Linked DNA regions of Mus musculus: region 1 is linked to region 2. A link is a contact called in public promoter capture Hi-C data. All regions are on one chromosome and are shown on one strand. The core of a region is the stretch at or near the end of the contact, and the rest is flanking DNA. Distances in the headings are between cores, read along the strand shown. Region 1 holds the start of H2bl1 (H2B.L histone variant 1). Region 2 holds the start of Tnpo1 (transportin 1).

Evidence for each region. Capture Hi-C pulls out chosen DNA fragments and counts their contacts.
Region 1: a contact with region 2 is called in a promoter capture Hi-C map of adipose tissue. The contact joins the promoter of H2bl1 here to the promoter of Tnpo1 in region 2. A contact is called at or near these places in 6 of 39 promoter capture datasets (the C10 cell line, embryonic stem cells, epiblast stem cells and 1 more), 8 of 484 Hi-C or Micro-C datasets (conventional dendritic cells, embryonic stem cells, morula and 1 more), 11 of 115 datasets of contacts at active chromatin or transcription factors (bone marrow-derived macrophages, embryonic stem cells, pro-B cells and 1 more) and 4 of 9 other capture datasets (adipose tissue, embryonic tail, liver and 1 more).

The regions. Positions count from the first base shown.
Region 1 is chr13:98,979,558-98,985,882 of GRCm38.p6, reverse strand. H2bl1 (H2B.L histone variant 1) reads left to right here and starts at 1,318. Exons shown (of 1, transcript NM_027064.1): 1 at 1,318-1,793. The coding sequence starts at 1,367. The coding sequence ends at 1,738.
Region 2 is chr13:98,922,928-98,929,025 of GRCm38.p6, reverse strand. It overlaps Tnpo1 (transportin 1), which reads left to right and starts at 2,642. Exons shown (of 24, transcript NM_178716.3): 1 at 2,642-2,775. The coding sequence starts at 2,761. It overlaps Gm52051 (translation initiation factor IF-2-like), which reads right to left and starts at 4,614. Exons shown (of 2, transcript XR_003950643.1): 1 at 1,620-4,614.

The DNA.
Region 1 (6,325 bases), core at 69-2,568, 58 kb before region 2:
CCTCCTATATTTAAGTAGAAGAAACAGAGGAGAAACAGCTTTCTGGAAGCTACACACAGCTCTCTGCCTTCCTAGGGCAGAAACTCATTTCGAAGGACATTTAATGAGACTATTAATAGCAGTGGCCATCATGAATAATTGAAATGCTCATGAGTTATTGTCATAGTTACTTCTTTTTTATTTTACTCAAGGGTAGATTTGATTAAGAAAGCATATGAGGATTTCTTAAATGAATACCAACATGACACATGGCAAGAATGACCCAACAAAGTGTCTTTGGGCTAATGACAGAGCTACAATATCAAGCAACAGCAAACTGTGTCACTAAGGCTATAAAATATACAAGAATGATGTTCTCATTGTAGAAGGTTAATGAACACAGTTCATATCATAATCTAAACAATAAGAGATGGGAGTTTTGAATTCTTCAGTTGGCTCCTAAGGAGCCAACATCATGAAAATGAAATGGTCGACTCTTTTTAGAGGGAGGACTGGGAATATGGTCTCCCACTACCACAAACTATGCAGTCAAGATTTCCCCACTTGGGGTCAGCATGTGTGAGGTGCAATGTGGAAGCCTTGCTGTTTTATCTGCTAAGTACTAGACTTCATTGGCTAAATAAAGGTCTCAAATAGGTTGTTGCTATTTTGGTTTTGTTATGTTTACTTCTGTGTGTATGAGACAAAGAGAGATGTGTGTGTGTGTGTGTGTGTGTGTGTGTGTGTGTGTGTGAGAGAGAGAAAGAGAGAGAGAGAGAGAGAGAGAGAGAGAGAGAGAGAGAGAGAGAGTACCTGTGTGTCATGGCATATGCTTGGGAGTCAGGACAACTTTCAGAAGTTGGCTCTCTCCTTCTACTATAGGTCTTGGGGATCAAACTTAAATGTTTAGGTTTGGTGACCAGCACCTTTGCCCAATGGTTATTATATGAGTTTATGCATGTTTGTGTAAGTAATGACTTACACACACAAAAAGCTAACATTGTTTTTGTTTTGTTTTCCTATTGTTATACCAACCACCGACTTTGGCAAGCTTTTGTTCAGTTCTGATTAAATTGTATAGGATGGTTGCAAATTACTATGGAATAAAAAGCAGAGAGCCTGAACACTCTCCTTCTCAGCTTGAGGTTGGCCTCAGTCCTTGTACTACCCTCCCACTCTGAGGAGAGCCCAAGGGGAGCCACTTTCTCCTCAGCAACAGGTCGGAGGCTCTGTTGCTATGTGTCTGTGACATAGGAAAGTAAGTACCAATCAGAGAGGAGCTCTGGTAACATGACTGTGACACATCACTATAAGTAGGACAGCCAACCGACATCCTCTGGCCCTTCTCCTCTCCATTCCTAAAGGACAAGGAGAAACAACATCTACAATGGCCAAGCCCACCTTCAAAAGACAATGCTACATCAAAAGACATCTAAGACCATTGTATAGAAAGCACTCACGTTGCTCTAGCATCAATTTGGGCCATGGAAATTACTCCCTTTACATAAACAGAGTCCTGAAGGAAGTTGTCCCTAACAGGGGTATATCATCCTATTCTGTGGACATCATGAACATCCTCATCAATGACATCTTCGAACGCATTGCTACGGAAGCCTGCCAGCAGATGTTCCTCAGAAAGCGCTGTACCCTCACCCCAGGAGATATCCAGCAGGCAGTGCATCTGCTGTTGCCGAAGAAGCTGGCTACGCTTGCTGTGACTTTTGGAAGTAAAGCCGTCCACAGATTCATTCATTCCTAAGCTCCATCCATGTTCAAGCCTAATTGAAACTTGGGGAAAGTAAATGAAATTGGCCATAACCTTGCTTAGAGTCACTTATTTATTGTACTCTATTTTACATGTATAGGATGTTTTGCCTGGTACCTGAGAAGGCAGAAGCGGACATTGGGTCCCCTGGAACTGGAGTTACAGGTAGTTGGAGTCTACATGTGGATGTTGGGACCCTAACCCAGACCCTCTGGAAGAGCAGCCACTGCTCTTAACAGCCGAACCATCCCTCCAACCCCCGTTCTTCCATGAACTTCCACCCAATTTATTAAGTTTAGTTTTTATTTTTCTTTTTGAGACAGAGTCTCACTGTGTAGTCCTGGCCTGAAATTTGTTATGTAGACCAGTGCCAACATGCTCGGTCATTTTATTAAGTATAAGATCTTTCTAAAGATAATGAAGCTTTTTCCCAATTCCATCTCCCTACCTGCTAGCCTGAGCCCACTCCCAACTCCCCACCCCCATTCTTTGGATTGTCTTTGTCCTTTGCTATCTATGTATCCCTAAGCCAGAAGTTCCGTTTTGTTTGTATTGCAAGCACAAGTTCATAGCGCATATGTTTCTCTCTCTACACTATTTCTTAGGTTCCTGCCTGCAGATGAATGTAGATCTGGGTTGCTTACACGCCTGTTCTATCTAGGATGCCACACTGTCACAACTTGTCATATGCCCTTTCCTGAGAGAGGTCTAGAGTGACTTGTTTTTCACTAGTAGAGTTGCCACAGTCACAGAAACATAACCCAGCTGATCACACCCTACACATATTAATTTACTTAACCCCACAAAACTCTGTAAGGATTAAATCATTATCCTCAGGCCATGGAGGATGAAAGCAGGCACTGAGAACCCATCACGTGCTTGAGGTTATCCTGGTGGGTGGGTTTGGCAGGGCTGGGTTTGAGCATATACCAGGCTTGCCAGGGAGACCAGGCGACACAGTGTGAACAATCTCCCTCAAGAGCTCTTCTGGGGAAAGACCTTGAGAGCAGGATTCCTGAGCCCTTGGTGTCCTGGACTCAGTTTTTCCTAGGTGCTGCTGGCTCATCTTCCAAAGAAGAGATGTTTGTAGCAGACTACAGAAATGTGGGGTTTTTTTTCTTCTTCTTCTTTCTGGTTATAAGAGACACATAAATTTCCACAAGGCAAAATAAAAAGAAATTGCTTGTTTTTATGTTTCTTCAGAGGTTGGAACTGAAGCCACTCTAAAGGAGGAGGCCTTCCCTGATGGGTGCCCAGGATACATTCTGTTTCTCCTGGGTTCCTTTGCTTCTGAATCTAACTTGTCAGAGTTCCTGAAAACCCCTGTACAGGCCCTACTCAGCTAACCAGGGTGTACACGGAGAGGATGAGCTACTTAAAGCTGATCTTCATCAGCCATTCCAGCTACCTGGGAACCATCTCAGCAGACTCACAGCTCAGTGACAGACAGAAAGGCCCTGAGGTCTAAGAGGGAGAGGGTCAGAAAATCTCAACTTCTAAGCCAATCCCATATGCAAAGATTATATATACATATGTATACATACACATACATATACATATAATATACGTGTGTGTGTGTGTGTGTGTGTGTGTGCATTCACCACAGCACTAAGTGAGTCTTCTACTTTTGTGTGCAGATGTTCAAGAAAAACAAGCACCAAAATATCCCTAACATGACCCAGGAAGCCTAAAGAGCATTCAAGCCCTACCGTGTGTTATTGTAGCCAGTGGCCAGCCCTGCTTGTGATGGCGGGCCCCTGATATCACAGTACAGCTGTTCGTTCCTATTCACACTATTTTTTACTGTACTCTTTTCTATGTTTAGATTCACAAGCACCTACTTACCTTTGTGTTATAATGGCTTGCAAGGTACAACACAGTAGTGTCCTGTACAGGTCTGCAGCCTGGGTGCAAGAAGCCTTATCATCTAGTTTGTGCAAGCATGGTGTGTTATGTTTGCATAACAACACCAAGCTACCTGATGATATAATAAATACCTAAAAGTAAGTATATTAATTGATTTAAAGATCTATTTTATTATTATACCTAAGTACACACTGTTACACTGTCACTGTCTTCAGATGTACCAGAAGGGAGTGTTAGATCTCATAATGGATGGTTGTGAGCCACTATGTGGTTGCTGGGATTTGAACTCATGACCTTTGGAAGAACAGTCAGTGCTCTTAACCACTGAGCCATCTCTCCAGCCCCCATTAATTGATTTTGAAAAGAGCTCACTGTTATATGTTGGAGCATCTTTTGGGTATATTCCCTGCAATGGTATAGCTACGTCTTCAGGTAAAACGACTTCCAATTTTACGAGGAACCACCAGACTGACTTCCACATGGTTGTACCTGCTTGCGGTCCCACCAGCAATGGAGGAGTGTCTTCTCCACATCCTCACCAGCATCTGCTGCTGCTGGAGTTTTTTTTATCTTAGCCATTCTGACTGGTGTGAGGTGGAATCTCAGGGTCGTTTTGATTTGCATTTCCCTGATAACTAAGGATATTGAACATTTCTTTGGTGCTTCTCAACCATTTGGTATTCCTCAGTTGAGAATTCTTTGTTTAGCTATGTACCCCATTTTTAAATAGGGTCACTTGGTTCTCTGGAGTCTAACTTCTTTGAGTTCTTTGTATATATTGGATATTAGCCCTCTATCGCGTGTAGGATTGGTAAAGATCTTTTCCCAATTTGTGGGTTGCCATTTCGTCCTGTTGACAGTGTCCTTTGCCTTACTGCAAGCTTTTCAATTTTATGAGGTCCCATTTGTCAATTCCTGATCGTAGAGCCTGAGCTATTGGCATTCTGTTCAGGAAATACCCCCTCCCCCACATGTGTTCAAGGCTCTTTCCCACTTTCTCTTCTATTACATTCAGTGTATCTGAGTCGGGTGTTGGTGGTGCACGCCTTTAATCCCAGCACTCAGGAGGCAGAGGCAGGCGGATTTCTGAGTTCAAGACCAGCCTGGTCTGCAGAGTGAGTTCCAGGACAGCCAGGGCTACCTGAGAGAAACCCTGTCTTTAAAAAAAAAAAAAAAAAAAAAAAAGATAAGATTTAAAAAAAAAAGATTCAGTGTATCTGGTTTTATGTGGAGGTCCTTAACCCACTTGAACTTGAGCTTTGATCAAAGAGATAAGAACAGATCAATTTGTATTCTACTAGTTGACCTCCAGTTGAACCAGGACCATTTGTTGAAAATGCTGTCTTTTGCTGGGCGTGGTGGCACACACCTTTAATCCCAGCACTTGGGAGGCAGAGGCAGGAGGATTTCTGAGTTCAAGGCCAGCCTGGTCTACAAAATGAGTTCCAGGACAGCCAGAGCTATACAGAGAAACCCTGTCTCAGAAAAGAAAAAAAGAAAGAAAGAAAGAGAGAGAGAGAGAGAGAGAGAGAGAGAGAGAGAGAGAGAGAAAGAAAGAAAGAAAGAAAGAAAGAAAGAAAGAAAGAAAGAAAGAAAGAAAGAAAGGAAAATGCTGTCTTTTTTCCACTGAATGGTTTTAGCTTCTTTGTCAAAGATCAAGTGACCATAGGTGTGTGGTTTCATTTCTGGGTCTTCACTTCTATTCCATTGATCTACCTGTCTGTCCCTGTACCAATACCAAGCAGTTTTTATCACAATTGCTCTGTAGTACAGCTTGAAGTCAGGGATGCTGATTCCCCCAGAGGTTCTTTTTTTTTTTTTTTTTTTTTTTTTTTTTGGTTTTTCGAGACAGGGTTTCTCTGTATAGCCCTGGCTGTCCTGGAATTCACTTTGTAGACCAGGCTGGCCTCGAACTCAGAAATCCACCTGCCTCTGCCTCCCGAGTGCTGGGATTAAAGGTGTGTGCCACCACACCTGGCCCCCAGAGGTTTTTATTGCTGAGAATAGTTTTCCCTATCCTGGGCTTTTTGTTATTCCAGATAAATTTGAGAATTGCTCTTTCTATCTCTGTAAAGAATTGAGTTGGAATTTTGATAGGGATAGCATTGAATCTGTAGATTGCTTTTGGTAAGATAGCCATTTTTACTGTTAATACTGGCAATCCATGAGCATAGGAGATCTTTCCATCTTCTGAGGTCTTCTTTGACTTCTTTCTTCGGAGACTTGAAGTTCTTGTTATATAGATCTTTCACTTGTTTGGTTAGAGTCATACCAAGATATTTTATATTATTTGTGACCATTGTGAATGGTGTTGTTTCCCTGATTTTTTTTTCAGACCATTTATCCTTTGTGTAGAGGAAGGCTACTGATTTATTTAAATTAATTTTATATCCAGCCATTTTGCTGAAGTTGTTTATTAGCTGTAGGAATTCTCTGATAGAATTTTTGGGGTTGCTTATGTATTCTATCAAATCAAAAGATGCTCCAACATATAGAAAGGACACATGCTCCACTATGTTCTTAGCAGCCTTATTTATAATAGCCAGAAGCTGGAAACAACCCAGATGTCCCTCATCAAAAGAATGGATACAGAAAATGTGGTACATTTACACAATGCAGTACTACTCAGCTATTAAAAACAATGACTTTATGGAATTTGCAGGCAAATGGATGGAACTAGAAAATATCCTGAGTGAGGTAGCCCAGACATAAAAG
Region 2 (6,098 bases), core at 1,393-3,892:
AAAAAATAGCAGAAAAGAAAAATTAAATCACATATGGTCATAAGCCTTAAGATGAGTAAGAGTAGTTTTAGCTTAAGATCAGAGTCAAAGATCACTTATTTAAAGCATCTCTACCCAGAATCTCTGTATAGTCACATTCTCATTTCAATCCAATGAAAGAATAGATTCTTAGATTATCTCATCCCAATTTTTAAAAAAAGATTTATTTATTTTATGTATGTGAGTACACTGTCACTCTCTTCAGACACACCAGAAGAGGGCTTCGGATCCCATTACAGATGGTTGTGAGTCACCATGTGGTTGCTGGGAATTGAACTCAGGTCCTCTGGAAGAGCAATCAGTGCTCTTAACCACTGAGTCATCTCTCCAGCCCCATCTCAACTTTATAATATCTAATAACCAAGAATTTTTTGTTGTTGTTTTCGAGACAGGATTTCTCTGTGTAGCCCTGGCTGTCCTGGAACTCACTTTGTAGACCAGGCTGGCCTTGAACTCAGAAATCCGCCTGCCTCTGCCTCCCAAGTGCTGGGATTAAAGGTGTGCGCCACCATGCCCTGCCTAAAGAAAAATTCATGTGGGGTGGTGGTAACACATACCTTTAATACCAAAAAGTACCAAAAATAAAATACCAAAAAAAAAATGTTTTTCTTTAAAAAGAATTCAAGGGAATAAATCCTTTTATATATACTAATTAATATTCAATCCTTCCTCCTTCCAGTTAGCTTTGTTTATTCCCAAAGTAGTATTTAGGTAAATTCTTCTTCATTGCTTGGTGTAGGTCCTACAACAATCCTTAGTTGCTCATCTTTAGTTTTATTTATGTGTATGAGTGCTTTGCTGCCACGCACATCATGGGAATGCCTAGTGTCTGTGGAGGTCAGCAGGGCATTGGACCCCTGGAACTGGAATTATGAACGGTTATGAGCTACCTCATGGTTGGAGACTAAAACCCAGGTCCTCTGCAAAAACAAAGGCTGTTACCCTCTGAACCATTTTCCCAGCCCCTAATCTTATAGATTTTAATGCTATTTTATTTTTTAAATCTCCAGCAATGTAAGATTCAGTTACCACAATCACACAATCATCTGATTTTTACAAGTCTCTACTCTACAATGAAAGCTTTTAAGTATAAAATAAGACCTGTTTACATTTTTCCTTGCAGTAAATTTTTTTGCAGACTCACCAAACTGCTCTGGAGGAAGGTTTACATTAAATTGTTTTTCTTAGGACATATTCCTTCTTAGAAAATTCCTTTCCAAGAACACTACTCTATCTAACTTCTATTAAATCAACATTTAAAAATGTTTATTTTATTTGATAGAGACAAAGTTTCTCTGTGTAGGCCAGGCTGGCCTGGAACTCAGCAATCTGTCTGCCTCTGCCTCTGGAGTGATGGGACTAAAAGTGTGGGCTGCCATGCCTGGCCATATTTTAGTAATTTTAAATATTTTCCCTTTCAATTTTCAGCTTTCTGATGATAAAAACCATCTTTTAGTCTCAAACTTTGAGTTAAGCTAATTGTAACACTAAAAAGTATTACAAGTGAAGATTTTTAAGCTTCTTAATAAATAAGTTGTAAATATTTAGCATTTTTCAAGAATTAGGTACAATAATTTTACCTGTAAAGTGTATGGAGAGCAATCACTGCCTAAACAAGAAGTATGTAACACTAAGGCAGTTGAAAGCACTGATGTGAAGATAATTCTCGCTGGCCACTCACTCAGAAAAAAGGACCACCTTGCTGTGCATATTTAAAATACTCATACGTGGTAAGTTTGTGTAAAAATAACCAGGCAGGGAAGAACGATTCTTCCAAGACCGGGTTTCTCAGTATAGCCCTGGCTGGCCTTGAACTCAGAAGTCTGCCTGACTCTGCCTCCCAAGTGCTGGGATTAAAAGCGTGTGCTACCACTGGGAAGAACAATTCACCTCTCTTCATTACCATTATTGCAACTGGCTTGAAAAGTGCCTACCTCTCCCATTTTAAAACACTTTCAGCTTGAAGTTACAGTACCTCTCTGGTGGTGGCTGTATAAGGAGAGAGGAGAGCTTATTATCTCCAAGCTCAGGGAACTAGCTTTATAGTAGAAACATACCTAGAGATGTAAACCTAATTTTCTAAATCATTTCATTTGGTTTTATATGGTAGTTTCGTGCTACATCAGCACATTTCAGAAGCCCCTGTGTTATCAAGGGGGCCGCCGTCCGCCCACACCCTTCTGCCTTGTCCCAGGAAAGCTGTAACAGTTCGACTGTGGGACGAGCGGCCTGGTGGGTGTCGCCGGGCTCTGGGCTCGGCGGTCTCCCGGGGGGGACACGAGTGCACTCCGGGCACGCACGTCACCTGCCGCCGGAAGGGCCGTGCATCTGGGCGTTCACACTCAACGGGCTGGGCAGCGGAGGCCGCGACTGAGCCCCAGGCTGGCTTGTGGGGGCTGCAGTGGGCGCGAGGGGGTGTGAGGCGGGCACGGGGCCGAGGCGTCGACCCCGGGACCCCGCTTGGTGAAAACCGCTGGGGCGCGCCGCCCGCCCGCCCGCCTTCCCGACGCAGGCCAGCAGGCCCAGGCCGCAGTTTTCCCAGCCCCGTCGCCGTTGCCAAGGCGACCGCCGCCGAAGATTCCCGCGCCGGGCTCCGCCCCCCGGCCAATCGGACCGGCGCTCGCCGGAGCCCGGATTCTCTTTGTTCCGCAGCCATTTCAGGCCCCGGACGGGAGGCAGCGCCGCTTCGGCAGAAAGGCCCGAGCGCCGGAGGCCTCTGGGATGGTGTGGGACCGGGTAGGTTGGCGTGAGGGTGCGTGGCCAGGGCGGAGGCGGGTGGGAAGCGGCCCGAGCGAGCTCCGACCGGCCGCCGCGCCGAGGGGACCGCGCTCCGCTGTCCGCCCTCTCGGACGGGGCCTGGCCGTTTGGAGCCCGCCGGCGACGGCGCGGTTCTAAGCCCAACAGCTGCGGTCCCGGGCGCCCTGCGGGTCCCGGACAGGGCAGGCGGCGCCCCAGGAGCGGGAGGTCGGTCCTGGGGGTGGCGGGAGGCTGGCGGGCCGAGCCGCTGCGATGCCCGTCAGGCCGCACGGTGCGAGGGCCCGAGGTCGCCGGTCTTTGTCCCGGAGCCTCGCACACTCCGGTTTCTGCAGCCAGCTGATCCGTCTCCCCCGAGGGCCTGCTGGCCTCGCGACCTGTGAACATAATTTTAATGTTTGTAACTACGGGTTTTGCTTAGGTTTGTGGGTTTTGCACGTCTGCCTCTGTCTGCCCACGCCACGGGGAAGGGCCGCCGAGGAACAGACCCGCCACCACAATCAAACTGGCTTTAGAAAGGCTTTCTTCCTCTTAGAAATGATCTCGCGGGGCTTAATTTTTTTTAATCACGTGGGGTTTGCAGGGATTGTTTACAGTTTCACTTTGTTACGCCAGTCGCGAATCAGCTGTTAACTGTAGAAACGAAGTCAGAGGCTGTCCACTAGTTGGGGAGATTGTATTAAGAAGCTTAGTATGTCCTGTTCGAAAAACAGTGATGGCTTCAATGAGTACGTAAGCAATGCTTTTCCCCCCTAAAGAGAAGACGCTCCTTAAATGCAAAATATTCGGTGAAATCAGTATTTGGAACTGACCTGTCTGTCTGCAATGTGCACGCTCAGACGTGTTCATCTTTAGGATACCAAAAGTACCTGCTGGGTTTTGAGTTTCCCTATCGAAACTTTCACTTAAGTGTGGTAAGAAAGTGTGCTAATGAAGTAAGTGGATGGTTTGTAGTTGGTGAGAAGTGATCCTTGTTACTGTCCTGTAACCCTCCGTCCTGGTTCTAGAGAATGGCTGGTCTATGTGGAAATTTGCAAGTGCAAAGGAAAAATACTACTTTAGAGGTGGCCGATTTATTTTAAACTCCTTGACACTTGCCGTGTGTGGGTGAATAGTGGTTTGGCAATTCAGCTTTTACTTGAGTCCGTGTACACCTACTGCACTGTGAGTGGTTCGTCTTCCCTTTCTGAAGAGGGCCTCGGCCTTCCATTAGCCATGTGCTTTTCCATCCTGCCCTGGCCAGAAATTACTGAATTCCTCCCACTGAAAGACCTATAGAAAATATTTTTGTATTTCTCCCTCCATTCCTAAAAGCCTTTTTGCCATTATATAATAGCAACAGGATAGAATTTTATCTTAAAAAAAAAAAAAGATCCTAGCTGTGCCTTTTTGCCATTATATAATAGCAACAGGATAGAATTTTATCTTAAAAAAAAAAAAGATCCTAGCTGTGACTATTTCCAGTATCAATAATTGTTATAGTCATTGTTTTATGACTATTTTTTTTTACTTATGTTAAAGTGATTGTGTGCATTCAGTTTTCTTAAATTGTGTTGAAATGTGAACATGTGCTATATTTAGAGGAATTTCTTGTGTTTGTTAGCCATATTGGCAAGCTTTTTTTTTTGAAAAGAAATCAGGTTCTAAGGAAGCCAAGTCAAGTTCCACATGAAGTAAATGTAACCAGAATAAATGAAAGAGAGGAAGGTGACAGCATGCGGACTGCCTTTGGAGGCAGAGGCAGGCAGATCTCTGAGTTCCAGGACAGCCAGGGCTCCACTGAGAAACTCTGTCTCCAAAAACAAACAAACCAGGAAAGAAAGAAAAGAATGTGGTATAAGATGCCAAAGATTTGGCCCTCCCCACCCCCCCCAAATGCTTACGTGCAGAGATTGAGAGAGCTGAACTAGAGTGTAACTGGTGATTTCAGAATCACGGAGGACAGTGCACCTTCCAAAAGGAAACTTCTCACAAGATGAGGTCCTGCTTGGCTAGTGTTAGTAAGGCTCTAGCAGGTTAGAGGAGTGTATTCACTGTTGGACAGAGGTTTGTGAGAGTGGGTGGACTGTGGTTAGTCAGGTAGAGGTTAGGAAGGGAGGTTCTCAAAGCCTTTGTGTGGTTCTGACACATCTATCCTAGGCACTGTTCTTAGAAGGACTGTAGTTGGTGTGATGAGTAGAGTATTCGCTTTCAAGCATCTTCATGCACAAATGAAACAAGAAACGAGGATGGAGATTTGTCTTCAAAAAAAAAATTTTTTTTTTTTTTGAGACAGGGTTTCTCTGTAGTCTTGGCTGTCCTGGAACTCACTCCGTAGACCAGGCTGGCCTCGAACTCAGAAACCCACCTGCCTCTGCCTCCCAAGTGCTGAGATTAAAGGTGTGCGCCACCACACCCAGCTCACATCTTATTTCTAAAAGGCAGTCAGTGGCAGTGGAACTATTTGAATTTAGTACAGAAAGGAGACAGGTGGCTCTCAGTGTGAGGGGTTTGAATCATCGGTGTCCTTCTAATGGCTTAGGTTATGATACAAGGTAGGCTTGTCCTGCATGTGGATGGGCAATCTAAGCCAGGCCCTTTGTAATTGTCAGTGTAACGTGAAACAGGTTACATCATCTCGGTTGTGTTCTGAGAACTGAGTTCACTTAGGAAGCTCTCAGAACCAGGCCCACATGGAGTCGATGCTCCACAAATCACTAATGTTCTCGTCATCATCGTTTTCAGTGTTTTTTATAACTATGAGAAATAAACTTAAAATTGCCAATTTCAGGATGGTACAGTAATTTATCTAAGCCCTTCAGTGTATTTTCTACAAATGTGTATATTTACACAGTTGAGATTTTATTGCATAAGTAATTTTCTGCTTGCATTTTCTTAAGCTAATAAGTGATATTGTTTGTTTTTTTATGAATGTGTAATGTTTGTGTGAATTTCTCTTAAAGAGTTTTTAATTGTTTTTTGTAGTTACATAATCACTACACCGAACATCTTTGTGCATGAGACAATTAGCTGCACTTTAGATGTTTCTTTGAGATGCTGGGTATCATTCACGTTTCTGAATTCATATTGTCTGGTTACTTTTGCTTAAGGCAAGTGTGATGGTTTGTGTATGCTCGGACCAGGGAGTGGCACTAGTAGAAGGTGTGCTCCTGTTGGAGTAGGTATGGCCTATTGGAGTAGGTGTGTCACCGTGGGCTTGAGCTTTGTCCTAGCTTCCTGGAAGTCAGTATCACAGAGGTGAAATCTTCTGGGCAGTGTTTTCTGTGAGCACAAAGCAGCTGTGTTCTGGATATAGCCAAGGTTAT